2 separate regions of the Danio rerio genome follow, and region 1 is linked to region 2. The links are chromatin contacts, called in public HiCAR-type maps. All regions are on one chromosome and are shown on one strand. The core of a region is the stretch at or near the end of the contact, and the rest is flanking DNA. Distances in the headings are between cores, read along the strand shown.

Region 1 (2,708 bases), core at 75-2,574, 150 kb before region 2:
ACAGTGTCTTTTAATAAATTATTTATCATATTTTTATTTAAAATTAACCGTTTGCAAGAAAATGTAATTGTTTGCTTTTTATCTAATTATTTGTTTTAAAATTTAAGTATTCATATTTTAAATTAGTTTTTGCCTTAGAAAATGGAAATATTGAGAAATGTGAAAAATTTACAATACAAACAAATATAGTATTAGTTATAGGCCCACACAGAATGTTCACAGCAAATAATTACATTTATTTACGTATATTTATTTATTTTTAGTGGCTCTATTATATGAGATGCCAAACAAGTGCTTCTAATCTGATTTGCAATGTAAACCTTCAATAACAGTTTTATGCTTATGCTTTATGTGTTGTTTTCAGCTCCTATAATCTCAAAATCATTCCATATACAATACCGGTCAAAAGTGTGTGGTCAGTATAATTTTTATATGTTTTAAAATAAGCTTATCCTGCTGACCAAGGCTGCATTTATTTAATCAAAAATACAATACAAATTGTAAAACTGTGAAATGTGATTGCACTATAAAATAACTGTTCAAAGTAGTTTATCATTTCATTTATTCATTTATTACAGGAGTTTTAAAGATGAATTTTCAGCTTCATTACTAAGTCTTCAGAGTCACATGATCCTTCAGAAATCACTCTAATATTAATTAATATCATTATAACTATTATTATTATTAATGGTATTAGTAATAAAAGCAATAATGACAAGAGTAATAATTTCATTTAAAACTACATACAATAAGAAAGCAGTTATTTATATTTTTATAAATATTTAACAATTTAACATTTCTTTACATAAATGCCTCCCTGATTAACAGAATAACTAAAAAAAAAAAAAAAACATGAAAAAAACTGACCCCAAACTTTTGACTGGTAAGTTAACTTGGTGTATATCTTCAGATATCTTCATGGCAAGTCAGGGTTCTGAAATAGCATGTATGACGTTACTGTTAAATATCTTGTTCAACATGTATCCTTTCAGCAGATTTAAATTAATATTTAATTAAATATTAAATTCCTTTTTCGTCTTTTAATAATCTTTAGTATACAGTAAAGTTAAATTTTAAGCAAACAAATTTAAAAAACAAATGTTTGTTCCATAATTATGCTCCAAACTGTTTTATCGCACTTATTATTAGGACTATAAGATTAAAAATATTTGTTATATTGAATAATTTATCAATCAGAAAAAAGAAAATGTGGATATTATTACCTCATTTGATACTTGTCAACCGTCAACTGTCGATTCTGATTTCCTTCAAAACATCATCTGTGAAAAAAAAACGTCACGTGTGTACGTTCATCGATTGATCTGGTCAGGTCGTTTAAAATAATAGAGGTGAGGAAATTAAGCTATAATTATTAATTAAAACATATATTATTTGTTTAAAATATATATTTTAAGTGAGTTATAATCTCAGACGGACAAAAAGTCAGAGTTTTTGTTATGTTGCCTTTTGCCGCCACAAGATGGCGGTCGGTCACAGAACATTTGACAGAGTGATTACGCTACCGGTTTGGTTGAAGTAACAAATTTATTGATTGTATTTACATGTTTGTCACCTATATTTGTTTAAGTTTTCGGTAAAAAGTAATATTTAAGTCACACCAAAGCAAACAATGACAACTTTAGACTTCTCTAGTATGTTTAGTTAGTGTGGGCAGCCAAGTAAAGCAGGACCAGCGGTTATTGACACCTCTCAAATGTCGCACAGCTATGAAATGCTTGGAGCTGAACGACTCCTGTGGGGTAAAGTGATTCAAACCAGGCCAAAGACTCATTCCTAACCTTTACGTTTTTGTCCATTCATTTGGTGGAGTCTGGTGGTTTAGTGGCCAAATATTTTAGTGTGAGAGCGATGAGAACTTGACTCTAGTCTTTTGTGATGGTGTAAACAGGATGTGGACAGGCACTGATGGCTGATTGTCATGCTGAGGATGCATCACCTCAAGGGCACACACGGTATGAACAAAGCCTCGACAACCTTCTGTACATCAGAACAAACAAACTAACATTTACAGAGACAGTTCAACCATTTCTGTCACCATTTACTCCCTTTCTTGTTAACTAAAGTGACTTCTGTGTGGACACAGAAACAAAAATGATAGTTCTGGTAATTAATATTAATAGCCTATGTATATTTACCAGAATACCCCATGTGTTTTAAAATGACAGATTTAGACTGTTAAGACTTATTTTAACAAAATGAAGTTCTAATGGCTTTAATGATTAAAATAAACAGTGGAAGCTGACTGCAATGATCATGTCATTTGCGTCACTACCATTGTAATTTTGACGGTAGGTGATCTGACTACTTTTCATCTACAGTTTTATATTCATATTAGTTTTATATTCACAGTTATTTCAACATATTTGTATCCAGTGTAGTAGTTTAGACACCTGTTAGCCTGGATGCATGAAGTGTGTTCAGTAGGGTAAATTTCTTTGGCTCAACACCAGAGCTGGTCGTTTGTCTGGCTATTTAATATAGCCTATGGGAGGAACGTTTTTCCTCCTACTAAACTGCTTTGAAGTTGCTGGTGGTACCTACAGGTCAATACCATTTAAAACAAAATCTCAGGACAAACATGGATTTCAAAACAGCTTTATTGTAAACTATATATTTAAAGTTTAATCTATCAGAATAATTAATCATCTTATATTCATTCATTTTCTTTTTGGCTTAGTCTCTTTATT
Region 2 (2,700 bases), core at 170-2,669:
TGAAAACAATATTAATGTGTTTACAAATTAAGTTATGTGTAGTAAAATGAAATGACACAGGGAAAAAGTATTGAATGCGTGAAGAAAGAGAGGTGTAAAAGCGCAGTGAAAGCCCAAACTGTAGCTGAAATCTCCAAGTAGATATTTAGCAACCCTCTGCTCTTCATCAGTTTATTATTCGCAGCTTCAGTCCAACATCTACATTATCATGATGATGAAGATGACACCAGGGTGGACATTTCAACAAGACAATGATCCAAAACACTGCCAAGGAAACTCTCAAATGATTTCAGACAAAGAATATTAAGCTGTAGAATGGCCCAGCCAATCACCTGACTTGAATCCAATAAAAAAAACAAAATAAACATCTGATTTGATTTAGGAGACCCACAGAACCATCAAGATTTTTACACTGTTGAAGTCTGTGAAAAACTCACACCTGAGAAATTAATGAGAAATATTATTCCCGCAGGAAAAACATGATGTGTTCAATACCTTTTTTCCATGCTGTACATGCCTTTATATGTACATGTTTTTTAAATTTCTTTATCATTTAAATTTAAAAAGTTGTAATTTAGAGCTTGTTTGGCTTTCAGACATATATATATATATATATAATTTTTTTTTTTTTTTTTGTACAAAAAACACTACCATTTCTTTGACTTCAGAGAAGTTAAAAGGCTATTTGGTGGAATAACCTTGATTTTTCCAATTCATCCATTCATTCAATTTCTTTTCGCACCCATGCGAACGTAGGGACAACATGCAAACTCCACAGAAACGCCAACTGACTCAGCCAAGGTTCGAATCAGCGACCTTCTTGCCGTGAGGCGAGAGCACTACGTACTGCGCCACTGCAGCGCCTGGTTTTTTCCAATATTAATTGAAAATATTTTTTTATTCTGACCATTTTTTGCCAAACAAAAAGCTCTAAACAACATTTTGGAAATCAAAAATTGGAAGAATTATTAGTTGATCTTTATAGAGTAAAAAATAACATTTTACCCACACCAAAATTCTGTAAATCCAAAGAAACTGAAAATATTAACTTTGCTTTAGGTAAACGTCACCTTTTTAACATACAGTATCAACAACATCGGCTTCTGTTTGCCTTACTACAGTGTTTGATTAAGATTTCAGCCTCGCAAAGTTCCATTTCCTTTTCATCATGAATGATTTAACCAAGCTTCCTAATTATTTACTACTATAACAATTTCCTTCACCAGAGCCCCCATCCAAAAATCTGACTGCTGAAACATTAAACATCAGTTCTTGCAGGAGCCGGAAGGCGTACAGATAAAGGACGACCCATTGCAGTTTCGCCTTAGCGTTTCAATTGGCTTTGAGTAGGAGACCACCGCACTACAGAACACACCCCGGTTCGGCAATGTCTGCCCACGGCTACTTTACACACTCGTTTGGATCTGTCAAACTGTAAGGATGGTGAAGAAATCCGCCAACGGGGAAGTTTATCTCCCTCCGGCTGGGGAAAAGAAACCGAAAGTCGGCTTTGTGGGTCTGGACCCCGGGGCTGCGGAGACCAGCCGAGACGGGGCACTTCTCATCGCCGGTTCCGAAAGCACAAAACGGGGCAGCATCCTGTGCAGACCGCGGTCCAGCATCTCCAGAGGGAGCATCGCTCACAAGAGAAACGCGCGTTATCGCAGACTGCAAAATTTCCTGTATAATGCTCTGGAGCGACCCCGCGGCTGGGCGTTCATTTACCACGCTTATGTGTGAGTATGTGCCCGTTTTTACTGCGCGGCGGGGCAATCACGCACCTCACCGCGGGAGAGGCTGCTGTGCTGCACCGCCCAGAATGCTCAAACTTTGAGATGTTGTCGGCCTGCCTGCTTGCTGCTTTTGTCGCAGAGCGTCAGTGTGAATAAATGTGAAAAAGTTTTCCCTGTGTAGCAAATGCCAGAAGATTAGTAGCGACAAATGAGCCTCTCATAGATGTGCATATTTTATAATGGGACGGCGGAAAGTGTTGAGGGTATTAATGATGAATACTGTGGACTCATAGCGTATCATAGGCAGTGGTTTCAGCACCGGTCAGCTCCTGGACCGCGTCAGTGCGCTTGTGTTTGCTCTATACCCCGCTTTCAAACGCAGGCAACAAATTCGTGATGCTTGCCAATAAGGTGGAAAACCGTGCCAGCGGTCCATGGCTACACCGACGGCATGTGAATGGGGGAGTCGCTGGGCTCTTTGCTGTGGCACAGGGGCGTAGTAGTAGGAACAATGTGGAAGGTGAAGGGGTACGAATTAGATCAATTGGACATGGCTCTCGTAAATTATTGGCGTAATTCTGCATTCATAAATATGTAGAGTAATATATGCTGTGAAGACTTTTAAAAGTTTGAGTTGGCCAGTTATGGCGTCTTAAAAGGATCGTTAACTCAAACGTGATTCGTTTTGGCTGTTCATGTATGGCCCATATACAAAATAAGATATTTTTCTTTACTATATCGCTAAAAAAAGATTGCGAAGAGAAAAAAAAAATGTACAAGCAAAACAAAAGTTTTTAGTTATTGTCGCATCCAGCATAAGCACAAGTACACCTTGAAGAATATTACAAACATGTCCTGCCTCTCTTTTAAAGCAATAGCGATTGCTGATGTGTGAGTGTGTGCTAACTCATACAGTTGTCTAGGCTCTATGTCGTCATGTGACAGGAAGGTTACTGTTGTGAATGTG

Evidence for each region. HiCAR-type assays count read pairs that join an accessible place to other places.
Region 1: a HiCAR-type map of caudal fin shows a contact between it and region 2, with 5 times the contacts expected there. The contact joins the promoter of tmem81 here to the promoter of kcnq2a in region 2. A contact is called at or near these places in 9 of 18 Hi-C or Micro-C datasets (caudal fin, embryo, gastrula embryo and 2 more) and 3 of 4 datasets of contacts at active chromatin or transcription factors (caudal fin, embryo and gastrula embryo).

What each region holds. Positions count from the first base shown.
Region 1 is chr8:27,466,076-27,468,783 of GRCz12tu, reverse strand. tmem81 (transmembrane protein 81) reads right to left here and starts at 1,324. Exons shown (of 2, transcript XM_009304032.3): 1 at 1,224-1,324. It overlaps prex1 (phosphatidylinositol-3,4,5-trisphosphate-dependent Rac exchange factor 1), which reads left to right. Exons shown (of 42, transcript XM_073910421.1): 2 at 1,910-1,973; 3 at 2,699-2,708. The coding sequence starts at 1,927.
Region 2 is chr8:27,318,361-27,321,060 of GRCz12tu, reverse strand. It overlaps kcnq2a (potassium voltage-gated channel, KQT-like subfamily, member 2a), which reads left to right and starts at 1,419. Exons shown (of 7, transcript NM_001114907.1): 1 at 1,419-1,736. The coding sequence starts at 1,441.